Regions from separate parts of the Rattus norvegicus genome. Here region 2 is linked to region 1. The links are chromatin contacts, called in public Hi-C maps. All regions are on one chromosome and are shown on one strand. The core of a region is the stretch at or near the end of the contact, and the rest is flanking DNA. Distances in the headings are between cores, read along the strand shown. Region 1 overlaps Kdm4b (lysine demethylase 4B). Region 2 holds the start of Ptprs (protein tyrosine phosphatase, receptor type, S).

What was found. Hi-C and Micro-C count contacts between places; a contact is called where the count stands out from the background.
Region 2: a Hi-C map of Schwann cells shows a contact between it and region 1, with 5 times the contacts expected there. The contact joins the promoter of Ptprs here to the enhancer-like site in region 1. A contact is called at or near these places in 7 of 12 Hi-C or Micro-C datasets (the Rat2 cell line, Schwann cells, frontal cortex and 4 more) and 1 of 1 datasets of contacts at active chromatin or transcription factors (oligodendrocytes).

What each region holds. Positions count from the first base shown.
Region 1 is chr9:1,279,454-1,286,890 of GRCr8, reverse strand. The region is part of intron 5 of Kdm4b (lysine demethylase 4B); the gene reads right to left. Among named protein-coding and RNA genes, the nearest start is that of Trnak-cuu11, 15 kb to the left of the region's middle. Within about 2 kb of position 4,685, at least 18 of the 93 cell types and tissues checked have an H3K27ac peak or open chromatin away from gene starts, as enhancers often do. A contact at or near this core is called in Schwann cells, where this site is marked.
Region 2 is chr9:1,390,304-1,397,740 of GRCr8, reverse strand. Ptprs (protein tyrosine phosphatase, receptor type, S) reads left to right here and starts at 3,650. Exons shown (of 34, transcript NM_019140.3): 1 at 3,650-3,738.

The DNA.
Region 1 (7,437 bases), core at 3,436-5,935:
CTCCCAGTGTTGAGCAGATCATCTGAGGGACATGGGGCACATAGCCATGATGGTACAGTGTAGGTTCCTAGTAAGGAATCTCAAGACCTCAGAGTGACATGGGCCCATCGCTGTGGGTAGACAGCTAGCTGAGCCCTGGTGCAATGGGATGAGCAGGGTTCTGCGGACACACCAGTCTCTTCCTGCCCTCCTGCCTGTCTCCCACCCACAGAGAAGGCCGCTATTAATAGTGCAATTTCCGCAGTGTTCTGTTTATCCCCCGGAAGGGCTGATGGATGTGAATAATTACCAGACTATAAAAGCTACGGTATGGGCTGCTCTCTATCGCTCTAAATCATCAAACAAATAAAGCAAGAAACAGCGTTTCTGAATATAATTTTCCCCTCTAATGGCTCAGAATTATTATCAAGAACAATGAAAATAAATAAGCAAAGCCTTTGTCAGTTAAAAACAAAACAACTATGTCAGGAAGGGGCCCATGGACTGGGGGAACAGGCTCACATAGGACCGTGTCAGGAAGGGGCACATGGCACAGAAACCTGACAGGTGGTGACAGTGAGCCATGCCATGAACCCAACTGCCCTCATGTGCCCAAAGCCTTGGGCCTTGGTGGCCTCTGTCTGGCTCCCACAGGCGAAGTGCTTTGCCAGGCCTTTAGCCCCATCTGTGCCCCAAGCTCTTAAGGACCTACTGGGGACCATCGTGTTCAGTTCCCAATGAAGAAACCATCCTCTCACTGAGCTCAAGTCAATGACAACATTGAGGCCAGGCCCCAAGCAACTGGCAATGCAGGAGCCTTGTATAACGCCCACTATTAAGGATGAGGGAGGTGACTCCACAGTGCCTATACAGTGCCAGGCAGGAAACAACTCATACAGACACAGGAAGAGAGGGCAGGGCACTCTTACCTTGCTACAGAGGACACAAGTGCCATGTGAAGGCCCCTGGTATGGACATGCATGCACTTGCCCTCTCCCACACACACATGCACCATAGCCTAGGACGTCGCTGTAGATCCAACTGCAGTGGCTACCCTCAGACAAGGCCTCTGAGCTAAGAACAAAGCAGCTCCCTGTGCTGGGGTCCACGCAGTCCTATAGGATGTCCGCTGTTCCCCATGAGCCAGCAGCTTCCCAGGCTCTTCTGGGAGTAGTCCAGAGCAGCCCTCTGCTTGAACCACGAGGTGGCAAAGGCTGACAGTGGAGATGTATCTGATGGTCACAAAAGGACACATCAAGTCCTCACATGGTTCCTGCGCACAGTACCTTAAGTATGATGGCACCCCTCAAGAGAGCTGTTTAAACATCTTGGCTCTAAGGATGAGGTCAGTGCATTGGCAGCTGCAGACACTACCTCAAATAGTGACAGGCCTCCCTCTGGAAAAGGCCATGAACCCTGGGTATTTTCCTGGGAGTCCTCCATGCCCTTCCCACTAAAGACACAGTGCCACGTGCCCATAGGCCATGGCTCAGGGGAGAAGTTCAGGCTGGCAAAGATTTCTTAGTGGAAGAAAAAGGAAGGACAAGCAGAAAACCATGTCACCAGCAGAGGCATATCAAGTAACAGGTCAGCCTCCCACAGTGAGAAATCAGAGCAGGGACCTGACCCCCCAGGGCTGCCTAGAAATATGCTACAGACAAAAATCTATACAAAACACCTAGCCAACCAGGTACGGTGGACACACCTATAACCCCAGCATTCAGGGGGCAGGTAGATCTCTGAGTTCATGGCCAGCCTTGTTTACAGAATGAGTTCTGAGCTAGCCAGGGCTACACAGGGAGACCTTATGTCAAAAGAAAAAAAGAAAACCAGATAGCACGTGTGTCCCTACAGTAGTAAAGAGAGCTAGCTTGCCAGCACCCTGCAAAGCTGAGCCAAGTCCCAGCACATGGAGACTCCCAACAGCAGGAGGGACTCAGAGCACAGGGCTGGTAGAGAACCCCGGATCAGCAGGCATGAGCTCAGAAGGAAACCTACATTTTGCGGGATCCTGTGTCCCCAGCAACAGGAATGCAGACAAGAGTAGTTTACTCTCTCTCCCCCAAGGTCCCTGAGGCAAAAGGTCATACCACCAGCAAAAGCAGGAGGCCCTGGAAAGAAAGCACACAGGACTGCAGGTGGTTTCCTGGTGTGACCAAACAGGAGGTCCCTGCAGCTGAGACACAAAAGGAGGGATTCCACAGGTCAGAGAAAACCTGAACTGACAGGTGTTGAATGAAGGTGCCCTTGAACTCAGGCATCAGGGGCACACTGGCAAATGAACTGTCAAAACCCACTGCCCACCCAATGAAGAGGAGGCCACAGAGGATGTAACACACATGGGAAAGACACATGGGAATGGCAAGCCGCTACATGTAAGGGACCAGGCTCCTGTGTTCCCCACTTTGATAACTTCTGCAAAAAGAGGTTCAATTTGCCTGACCTAAAAGGGGCTTCCAGTGAGGAACCACCAGGCCTGGCTGGCACCGAGTGAGGCCTGCCCATTTCCAGCAGGGAATCCCCGTCTCTTATCGCATGTGCAGGTGGAACAGACAATACAAGCTGTAGCAAAGATAGCAACAGCCAGAATGCGGGAGGTGCTCCCAGGACAGAGACTACTAAATCACTAGCTTTATCGTTAATGGATCGTTTTCTGGGACAATAGGCAGTAGAATTTGGTGTCACACACCAGCAGTGTCAATGGTTTCTAGTAATGACATTTTTATTGAAACACACAGGGAATCAAGAGAGCTAGCTTGAAGAACACAGAGACTTGGAGATAGAGGAGGAACAACCACCCACAGGGAAGCTGGTGCTATGGGAGACAGCAGTGTCTGGGTGGCCAGGGAGGGGTGGATAGATATGTGTGACTGTCATGTCTCCCTTAGGACCCAGAGAGGAGGTTGGACACTGGCACATTTGTGTCCAACAATCTCAGATAAGGCAGAGAGAGTCTGCATGCTCAGCTGAGGTGGAGGCCCCAACCCACCCCAACTCCACCCCTGTGGATTTTTAGTGAAGGACAAACACCAAAACCTATACAGTGACCTGTGGGCCTGGGTTGAATGACACCTACCCTGAACTGCCCAAAGCCTGGGAAATGTTCCCAGGAGACAGTCTGAGAGGCAGGTCCTGGTGACAGTGCAGAGCTAATAAGGGCCTAGTGGTGTCTGCATGGTCAAGGTACAGAAAAGGCACCATTTTGGATTTGGACTATGGACATGCTGAGGCTTCCAGGACCCTGGACCATGTCTCAGATAACCAGGAGCCCTGTACACAGCCATCAGCCCAGACTCAGTCTGATGCAATAACCCTATCCCAGCAGTCTCCTAAGCCAGGGTCAGGACTCAGCCCAATCACTGTGTTCAAATATTGAAAACAAAAGATTAAGGACAGATCCTCTGGGAACAAGGAGGGGGGCTGCTAAGGATGAAGAGGGTGTGGGTGGAGACAGCAGACACTCCTAGGACCTGTGTGCTATACAGTGTAGCCTGCATGATAGGCAGCATGGACAGCAGGCCTGTAGTCATCCAGGTCTCTCTGGGGTGAATCCAGTGCAGACCCAAACTGGCCTGGGCACACTGTTGACACCACAAATGGGCCTGGTGCCCTGCTTTCTTTACAGCCACAGGACCAGCTTTGTAGATGCATAGCCCCACTGAAGCCCCACTTAACACCCAGCCATGAAGCCTCTGGAGGGGCTGATCCACACACCTAACCTGCTCCAGCTAGACTAGGGTCATTCCTAGCATAAAGACCCTACAGTCTCCTGCACCTGAGCTGTGTGGAATGTCATAGTACCAACCCTAAAGATGCTGAAATAGTACAGGGCCATTTGTTGCTGCTTGTCCTAGTCAGAGAGATTGAGGACAACCTAGTAGTACCACAGCCACTGATGTAAACAGTATGTAATAACACTGTGAACATCTGTGGGTTCCAGAGCCTCCCCACACACTGAGAAGCCTTCCTGTGTGCCTACTGTGGGGGCTCCTCAATTCCTGACCCAATCTCATCTTTCAGCAGAGCCCCAGTTTCCACTGTACCTTAGGGCATCCAAGGTCTAGAGTTTATACTCTGAGCGGTTTCAGGAGTAAAACCCCCAGTATTTATAGGTGCTGGCAGATAGAGAGTGGCCTGACTACCTCAAGCCAGGGTCAAACCTCATGCCCACAGGCAAGTGAGTTAGCTGACATTCGCCCCTGACAACTCTGCAGGGACACATGTGGAGAGCAGGCTGTAGCAGCATTAGAGTTGTGGGCCGGCCTGATGGCCAGTGTTGGCCACCCATCCCCCATTACCAGCCTGGAGCTAACGCTGGATCAATGGTGCTGACCCACACTTGGGAAACAGGAGCTGGCAGGAACAAAAGCCCTTCCAAGCTCTCTTAGAAGCAAGTTTTCTGAAAGGCTCACAGCCACCAGAAGGAGGTGTGATGGGGGCAGGTCCTACATAATGGCCTCTGCATGGACATCCCAATGATCACCCTGATATAGCCCTGCAAAGGTGAATTCCCAGCAGGAAGTATGCCAATTTCACTTCCCGACAGAGCCAGTTCTTACACGTGGTTGGAAACAAGACAGAAAGGGCGCTTCCCAGGCTATGCTAGTTTAAGGACTATAGGGGCAGCGCAAGTCCTCAAAACCGGAGCAGAAGGGCTGCTGCAGAGCACTGCAGAACATAGCACACATGGAAAGTGCACGTGTGCACACAGCTAGGCCCCCAGACAATACATCCTTTGTCCCACAGGAAGAAATAGGGGGTTCCATGGCATATCTGAAGCCTGTAAAAAATTCAGTGGCTTGGGCTAGATAGATGGCCTAGTAGTTAAGAGCACTGGCTACTCTCCCAAAGTCCCTAGATTCAATTCTCAGCACCCATATGATAGCTCACTCTAGTTCCAGGGGATCAAACTGACATACATGCAGGCAAAACACCAATGCACATAAAACAAAAATAAGTAAGTTTATTATTAGAAGCTCACTGGGGTGAACCTGGCCTCACTTGGAGACGGCCTCTCCAAGGTCAGGGCTGCAGAGAGCAATGGTGTTCCCATGCAGCCTGAAGGCCCAAAGGGCTCACACACTCCACTTCTGAGCCACAGAGCCCAAGGCACACAGATACCACAGAGCCCACACTCCATCTGTGATTCCTCTCCAGGAAGAAGGAAAGAAACCGGGTGCCCTGACAAAGAGACAGTGTTGGGTCCAGCTGCCAGCCTAGCACAGGGTCACCCTGCTCCTTCCTCTCTTCACTTTTCTGATAATTAAAACATTTCATTTTAGAGTTCATTTCACCTCAGAGTGCAGTGGGGGCCGGGGAGGGGGGAGCAGTAAAGAATGCCCTGTGGGGAAAGGACACCCAGCAGATGACCTGAGCCACACAATCAAGGTCAACATCAACAGGGTCAGTCTGTGATGGAGTGACCACAAGACACCATACTCCACACTGGACAGCAGGCTGCCCAGAGAAGCTGGGAGGACTGTGTAGGACACTGAAGATTCTGCATAGGGAATGGTCCACTCGTGGAAAAGCTGCAGTACAGGCTCACCACAGACAGATCTACCTGCACTATCAGGCCAAAGAGGCAGGAACAGAAAGAGGGAGGAAGAGGACGGGGCAGGTAGGAGGGAGACAGAAAGAGGGAGGGAGAGGACAGAGAAAGAAGGGGACAGAGAGAGGGAGGAAAAGGGTGGAAGGGAGAGGAATTTCCAACTAAAAAGTAGGCCATATAAAAGCCCACAGCTCACCAGTTTGCTCAAGAGCCCAGCTCAGTTCTAATTCCCCATATCTGTGGGAGATGGAGAGGAGCCTCTCATAACCTGCTGCAGGTTAACAGTCCTGTTCTAGGCAAAGAATATAGACAGCTTCCTGCTCACCACTGCTTACAGAGCTCTGCAGCCTAGAAGCAAACTCTAAGACAGAAAGGCAGGGGACAGAGTCAGTTGGGACCCTGAATGAGCCCCAACATACATACACATGGTGTCCTGGCTGCTCTGACCCTCGGATCCTGGGGACACAGCCGCGAGCGAGGCAAGGCTCGCCACAGCTGCATCTTTGGCAGGCCCGGCTGTGGAAAGGATGGAGCAGGATGGCTCATCGAGCTAATGGGCACAGGCGGTGACTCAGAGCTACACCCTGCCGTGTGCACCAGATTCCCTAAAATTGCCTGTCATCATCAGAGTATCACAGTGGCTAATGCACAGGGGCTCATCTTGCTGTGCCAGGGGCCCAATGTCCCAGTTCAAGTTGAGGCATGTCACAAGCCTCAGTTAATTATCTGACTCCAGAGGTGCCTGAGATGCTGAGATGTACAGCATAATCTCAACAAGCAGAAGCCAAAGCCATGGCATTGGGGGAACAGAGCAGCTGGGGTAAGAGTGAGGCCAAGGTCCAAAAAGAAGGGAGCAAAGGGCACTGGGCCAGGGATAACACAATTGTCCCTTGCTAGCTTCTGTGTGTCTGGATCACATGGTTGCACTGGCTGGGGTGCCAAGCCCCACAGGGTAGAACTTTATTCCAGCTGGAGGGGTCTCAATCACCTTTCCTAGCAGTCATGAGGGAGGGACACTCAGCAGCCTGTGGACTGATGTTTTACTTCACAGCTTGCAGCATCAGAGACAACACAGGTCAGGGAACATGGAGTGTGTTGCGTCTTTGGGACAGAGAGGCCAAGGACACCATCGAGATGTAGACTGAGTAGAAAAAGATCCCTTCCTACCACAGTCACACTTGGTACACTAACAACACAGCCACAGAACCTGCTGTTAGGCTCTACCAAGCACAGGCAGTTACCTGGGACAAAATGTCATCCATAGAAGAGGTTCCTTCTGCAGAGAGCTCTGCCCCCTCATAAAACTCCTAGGACAGCTGAGGACAAGCACCATGGTCAGGTGCTCTAGAGAGGGCAGAGCAGGCAGAGTAGGGACCAGGAAGGAGCCCCCCACCCTTCATAGTAACTGGTTTCAGGTCAAAGCTGGGACAGCAGCAGCTCACAGACTTCCATGAGTCTGTGCAACTCAGACATGGTGGGGCACCTGCTCCTCTAAATACTGCTGTGCATACCTGGCAAGTGGAAAGCATCTACCTCCCAAGTGTCTGTCACACAATGGCGACTGGACAAGGGAGGGAGGGGCTTGGCAATGTGAATAGGAGACAATCACAATCAGAATAGGAGACAATCATTACAAACTGCGCTGCCTCCTGCTGGCTTCATCATCAGGGGATCTGGTGGCCCAGCTGACAGCTGGAAGGAGCCACCCTCACAGGTGCAGAGTTAGGGTAGGGCACAGGGACCATCTTTGCTCCCTCAGTATGGGGGCTGTGAGGCACTCAGGAGCCAGTATCACACCAGCAGACAGAGATCCAAGTCAGGGCAGTAATCTAGCAGATCCAGCTGTCCTTTAGGGCCTTAGAGGGCAACTGATGTGGGCTACCTTCCCCAGGCTAGGCTAAAGTGTC
Region 2 (7,437 bases), core at 2,401-4,900, 110 kb before region 1:
GACGGGGTGTCTGAGTAACCCTGGGGTGACCTGGGAACATGGTGAGCAGAGTCATACTGACACAGGAAGAACCAGACAATAATGGATGGGAAAGGTACGAGCCAGGGTTCCAGGGCCCTTTTTCAGAGAAATAAGAATTAAAACTGTGTAAGTCTTCACAGGGCCCAAACCTGTCAAGGCCCCTCTGCACCAGGAGTGAGACTCAGATCCTGGGAGCATGCAAGTCCAGCAGATCCTGTCACGGGGGCTCCAGCTGCTTGCTTCTTCTCAGGAACCTTTTGTGCCAGGGCAAGGGGACCCCATCTCAAGGCCATGTGACAGCTGTCTTTCACCTCCCTGTACCTGTTTGCTTGCACAGAGCACCACCCATAGCTAGGTCTCTGGAGGATCATGCGCTGGGAACAGGGGTGGAATAGAGGCTGTAATCAGTGAGTCCAGCTTTGTAGTTGCATGTGGCTCCTTCGTGTCCTGGCAGTAGCTGCCACCAGAGGGCAGTGAACATAGGGTCAGCTCTCTGCACATTACCTTCCATAGCTCACACCTTCCTCCACAGTACAAGCCACCCTGCTCCCCTTCTACCTCCCCCCCCTCCCTCCTCCCTCCCCTGAAGCCACAAAGCTCTCTGGCTCCTCTAGCTTGGGTTCCACCCTGTCCCCGGCCTTTTCTAGCATCACTGGCATTTGTCAATGGAGACCATGCTTACTCAGTGCTTAAGTCTGGAGCTTGTGTGATGGTGCACACTAGTCATTTCAGCATTCAGGGGGATGAGACAAGAGGGTAGGAGATTCGAGGTTAACCTTGCTTACTGTGACTGTCTCCAACAAACAAAAACCAAACATATCCCAGAGCCCCACAATGCCTCCTGTCCACAGCCTCAGTTTCTCCTGATGTGACAGGGGGTTGGGGGCCGCTCTTTCCAGGCACCCTTGGGTCACAGACTGTGGCCTTCCTGACCTGGTCCCAGCAGCCCAAGACAGCACAGACTTAGAACTGTGTTTGTAGACAAGGGCCGTAGTTTCTGTCCTCTGGTGGAACTCGAGCCCTCTACCCAGGCTAGACCTGAGCCCTGCCCACAGCCCTTCTGGAATTTTTATTTTCAGAAAAAAAACTTCTTTACTTCAGGCTGACTTTAAGTTCATTCTACAGTCGAGGCCGACCTTAAGCCCCTCATTCCCCTGTCTCTGCCTCCTGTGGGCATGAGCCCCAACCACAGGCTCCCTACTAGGCTAGAGTAATCCTGTTTATGGACACTAGGCACTTCCCTGGAATTAAGAAAGAAAGGAAGAAAGAAAAAGAAAGAAAAAGGAAGGAAGGAAGGAAGGAAGGAGGAAGGAAAGAAGGAAGGAAAAGAAAGACACAGAGGAAATGATTACCAGATTCTGGGAGTTTCCAAGAAGAGGGTGGGCATCTGGGGAGAACCCCTCCAGTCCCAAGAGCTCAGGAGGGAAGGAATCTTCCAGTGTGAACTTTTCACCCAACAGCGAGTCACACCACCCAGACTGGGCAAAAACCAGAAGTTTAAAGCCCACTGGGCCCCACTCTGGGCCCAACACAACCCCCTCCAGAGAGCAGTTCTGTGGTCTGCTCAGACATGGTCCCTGCTCAGCACCTCCCATGAGGGGCTGGATGCAACAACAGTGACAGTTAGAACGTGCCAAAATATTGTGCAAAGTTAAGCATTGACCCACTTTGTCACCTGAGTTCTGCCTCCAGCCCCTCACTGGGGGATTCTAGGCTTCTCTCCTTAGGCAATTGGTAGGATGTCTCCCCTCATCCTTCCTACAGCCTTACGTCACCAGCTGTTGTCTCACAGAGACAGGACATTAAGGAACAACTAGAGCAAGGAGACTCACAAGAAACAAACCAAGGGTCACAACATCATTTCTAACTATGACAATGCCACTTCAGCACAATATTGGGAACAGTCTGTCAGGAAGTGGGGTTGGTAATGGTAGTCTCTGGGCAGTGAAAGGAACATCTCTCTAGACTGAGGACCAGTGTATTCGAGGGCCCTGGGGGCAGGCAGCAACCTATGTAGGAGGAGTAGGGATGAGGGAGGAGCAGGAGGTGGCTTCTGTGGCTGGAGCAGAGGCAGCGGCAGCCCTTCGCTGCTGAACACATAGCCGGCTTTGGGTTGATGTATTGTTGCCTGTCTATGTCCTGTCAGCTGCAGGCTGATTGCTGTTTGTTACTTCTGTGTAAATGGCATTTAACACAGTCCGGATCAGGCGGTGGATGAATGGCCACAGGAAGCTTCCAGACTCTCAGACCCGCCATGGTTTACATTTTCCCCTTCGCTGCTCATGCGGACCCGGGGGGCACAAGCGGTTACTCAGTTCGGACAAACAGGACAAGGGCTGGTTCCCTTCCTGATGGACGCCACTCTGCTCTGGCATAGCCAGCCCTGCGAGCACCCAGCTCCATAGCATGTGAGTACACACTGCGTGTAGTCACATGAGTACACACTGCGTGTAGTCAACAAGGCCACACACCTGCAGGGAGTATGCAAGGGCGCAGCACCTGTGTGCAACACCAGGCATCTGCACGGAGCACCCAAACTTCAAGTACCTGCTGTGCACAAGCAGCTACACTGAGGGCCTCTGAACACTATGCAAAGCACCTACTATGTGCTCTAGTCTCAACTAGCACTTGGTGTATGGATCACACACGCCAATCAGGGTCACCCTAGCCAAGCAAGAGGACAAAGCCAGCTCTGCTAACCTGGCCACGGTGTCAGCACTGGGAAGCCCTGTTCTTAATTTAGGCTCCTCATCAATTATTCATGATGCTCTTCCCCATTTATGACCCAGTCCTTCCGAGAGGACTCTTCCCAGATTGTAAAATAAAATCGTTTCAGTGTCTGAGGCAGGGTCTCAGTGTGCAGCCCACGCTGGACTCACACTGGCAGCAATCCTCCTGTTGCTGTCTGAAAGTCATGCGACCCCGTGCCCAGAGACAACTCTTTTCTTTAAGGTTCTCTTCCGTCTTTTACTGCTTTTTTTGGTTTGGCATGTCTAGTAACTCCGTGGATATGGGTGTGAGCATGCATGTGGAGGTCAGCGCCAACCACAAGAGTCAGATCCCTCCTTCCACTGTGAGACTTTAGGGATTGAAGTTAGGTTCTCAGGCTTGGGCAGCAAACACCTATATGTACCTAGCCATTTTGAGCCCCTCCCTACTTTTTTTTAATGCCAGGGTCATCCTGCTGTTTCCAAGCTCGAATTCATTGTTATCCCAGGCTGTTCAAAAAAATGACAGACTCTTCAGCCAGAAGCAAGGCGGGTTTGATGGAAAAGATTTTAGGGAAAGGATAGTTTGGCCAAAGGAAGCAGAGTGGGGAGTCAGAGACAGGAAGATCAGGTCGTCCTTAGTTACACAGCAAGTGTAACTTGAGGCCAGCCTGGGCTACACCAGAACTTGAGTTTAAAGGAAATCCAGAGGAGACAGGTCGGGCCCACGTGTCCCACATCCCACGTGCTCCCGCAGCCTTCTACAGGCTGCGGGAGCACGTGACCCAGCAGCGCCGCCTCACTGGACAGGTCTCTGTGCGCGTGCGCAGTACTGTTTACGGCCAGGCCCCAGAGCCGCCGCGGCGGAAGGGGTGACGTCACCGGCTGGGGGCGCGGGAGCCGCAGTGGGTTTTTGCCCCGCCCGCCAGGCAGCTCCGGCCGTGCGCGCACGCCGAGCCGCCGGAGCCCGGGCCGACCCGGTGCCGGGAGCAGCATGCGGAGCCCGCAGGTACCGGGGTGCACGGGGCGCACGGGGCGCACGGGAGACACGGGAGCGGGGTGGGCGGCGCCGGCTTTGTGCTTCCAAGCTTCTCGGCCTTTGTGCTCCGAAGGGGGTCCGGGCTGCAGCCCTGATCGGATTCTGCAAGGAGAGGGATGTGGGGGACGTGGAGGGATGGAGCTGGAGGAATGGGGACCGCGAGAGATGTGAACCCGGAGGGACAGGGACTCAGAGAGACGGGAACCGGTAGAGACCCAGACCGGGAGGGATGAGGACGCGCGCGGGCAACTTGGCCCGTGCCCAGGGTTGCCAACTGCACCAACCGGGCGGGGACACAGTGTGCCGTGCACCGTGTCCGCGTCTGGAGCTGCAGACCGGGCCAGACACCTCAGCTCACCTGGGGCTTCGGCCCCACCCTTCTGCGGCCCAGGCGCCCCCCCAACCCCCGACCTCCCCCAGATCTGGAATTGGGACTTCTCATCCTCCAGTCCTCGCGGTGTAGGGGCCGTGGGGAATCCCGGGGAGCCAGCCTGCGGCCCTGAGGCCCCAGGTACACCCCAAGAGCCCCCCGACTGGCTGAGGGTGGTGACGTCACCGGGGGCGGGGACTGGGGTGCTGAAGGAAATGGGGTAAGGGAGCCGGTACCCCTGTTGCAATGCAAGCTGGGTCAGGGCCAAGTTATCCTTTCTTTGTGGAACCCCCTCACCCCCAATTCCCAGCACCACTATGAGCGAGGATCGTTTTGATTGCCACACCCCCAAATCTCGGTCCGTTAACCCCTCTCCCTGCTCTCAAATCTGTCTCCAGATGAGCCCCTGCAGCAAGCGTGAGCGCCCATCTTCCCGGTCATTCCCCATCTCATCCCTCCCTCCAGTAGAACCTCCTAATGGTCACTTCCCCGGGTGTCTCCTGGCTTGACAGGGGTTCCCTTACGCTCACTTTCCAACCTGAGCCAGGATGTTCCTCCCCCCAATAAACCGTCCTTGATGCTCATGGGGAGACCTCTGAGACGTTCCAAGCCAGATCGGACACTCGGGGACCCAAAGAGTCTGCTACAGAGTAAGGAGCATCCCGAGGGTGTTAGATTGTTGGACACACTCTCTGCACCTATGTTTCTGCACCTAGAACCTGGGTCCTGGTTTCTGTGCCCCTCGGGGGAGTGCTGCTGTCCCTACAGTGCAGAGAATGGCTGTCTGCTTGTCTGGGCTAGCCTGGGACCCTCCTACTTGGGCTCAGGCCCCTCTAACCAGCTGCTTACTCCTTCCATTATTAAAGGCCCCTGAGTCGGAGCTGCCATTTGCATAGACTCCCCTCCCCCTGCCCGGTCCTTTCTCTTTTCTTTGTGTCCCTCCCCCTGTCAATCTCCAGCTGCCTTCTGTCTCCGTCTCCGCTCTTGCCTTCTGCCAGCTGATTTTTTGGCGGCGGCAGGCGGCCAGCTGGAGTTGGGGGCGGCTTTCCGCCCCGGCCAACCCCAGAGTCCCCAGCTAGGGACAGTGGGGGGGGGACACACTTAGGTCCCAGATAATGTCCGTGCCTGACCTCCCGTCAGTCTCCCTGCCCATCGCGCCTGGGTCTCCAGAGACCCACAAAGTCCCGTCTTGTCCCCTTGGGGCCCCAGAGAGGATGGGGGGGACACACCCTCACCATGACATTGCATTTCTTCTTGGGGACCGCTCTCCCACCCCCCAATCCCTTGGAGAACCAGCCACCCGCTACTGAGATCGCTCTGAGCATCCTCCTAATTGGGCTCAGGGAGAACGAACCGTCGCGGGAGCCCGGGCCGCTTAGCGAGCTCTGCGGCCGGTATCGCGCCCTGGAGGGTGACATCGGTGTCCCCGGAGCCTTGGGGGGCTGTGGCCAGGTGCCAGTCCCCGGGGGCGGCGCCCGCAGGGTACAGAGCTGATGGCCGGGTGTGGCTAGGAAGGCTGTGCGGTCTGTCCGCGGACCCAATGGGATTGGGAACTCTTGGGTACGTGGCAGGTTCACAGAAGGGGACCCCGCATCCACAGTCCCCACACTGCAGCGTGGCCATGACTCTCCGCACACTGAATCAGTCTCAGAGCCTCTGGGGCTCTTGTCTCCACCCCAGGGAATCGGGGCGTCCCCGTGTCCCTCGTGTACTCGAATGCGGCCAAGTGCCTCTTGGTGACTCGGTTTCCCCTTCTGTGTTTACTCTGTGTGTCTCTCGGTGTCCGGATCTGTGGCTACGCTGATGTCCCCGTCGCGTGGCCCTGCCGCGCTAACCCCGCGCTCACCTGTTCCCTGTGTCTCAGCCGCTGGGTCAGGGGAAAGAGGGGCTGTCGGGAGAGTTCGGGGTTGGGGCGAGCCGGAGGAAAAGCCTAAAAATAGAGATATTTAAAAACCGGCCAGGTCTAGGGACATCTACCAGGGTTGAGCCCTGTCTGCCGCCCTGAGCCCCACTCGTCTGCGTTTTACTTAGCCGGAGGGGAGAGTCTTGGGGTCTGGTTGGGATAGTAGAACATTGCATCACTGTGGCTTTCTTTTGGGGGGTGTCCCTCAACCGAGGGTCTCTTAGGAGAGAGATGTACTCCTAAGATAGAACTGTTCCCCGTCTGTTGTGCATCCCAGGGCTCAGCTGCAGCCCTCTCTGGTCCAGCATTTGGACAAGGAAAAGCCACCAGGTCCCCGCCACTGACGTCCCAGAATCTGGAAGTCGCGGGAGGAGGAGGCCGCCCTTCCTCTGTCCTCTGTGGCGGTGCTGGGGTTTGTGGGGGAGGCTACATTTGGCCGACAGCCACATCGCGACTAAAATCCACCCGGAGGGTCCTCAACAAAGACCCGGGGCGCACGGACAGGGGCAGAGTCTCTCCAGAAATCAGGACAATGGGCTGTGGGGAGGGGCAGGACTGCTGGGGGAGCCGGGCTGCTGGGCGGGGAGGATGGGGTTGCTAGGGGGAAGATAGAGCAGCTGGGGAATGAGGACCACGGATTGGGGAATCTGCGTGTGAGGCGCAGGGAGCTTTTTGACCTTAGGGATTCGGAGCTGCGGTTTCCGAAGGGTAACCAGAGAGGGTGATTGGTTCTGACTGAGGTAGCACAGCACGGTAGTGATTTCAAGTCGCCACATCTTAATCTCCGCGTGACTTCCTTTTTTTCTTACATATATAAAAAGTAATAATCAAAATTCTTTTAACGGACACAAATGTGGTGGGGGGTGTCTCAGTGGCGATCTCCTTCGCGGCACGCGCGCCTTAGTGCTGGCGCCTCGAGGTGTGGGGTCGTGTCATCTTTCACGAGTTCAGGCGTTCAGGCGACGGTGGACTCCGCTTTAATTTAGTCTTTCTTCTTCCTTCTGAGCTGCCCCGCCCCCCTCCGCCTGGCCGAACTGTCGCCGGGGACTGACATTTCTCAGTGGGACTTGGAGTTTAGAACAAACCTGGGGTTCAGTCTCTCCCGTCCGTCCGTGCCCTGCACTCGGCCCTTACCCGAGTCCTTGGAGCTGACTCAAGCGTCCCCCTCTTTTGGAAGATCCCTTTTGCTTTTGGGTGACCTCACTGCTCCCCGGTGCTCTGCTGGGTTTCCAGACCTCGCTGTGTCTCCCTGCTACATAATCTGTCCCAGGCTGCCCAGGGGGAAGCCGCGTCGCGACCTCGCGCGCGGGACCGGATGTCACCTCCATGAGGTTGTCTCCCTGTGCGTCCCACGCCTGTGGGTGTTTAATCGAATTAAGCTGATAATTAACCCCGT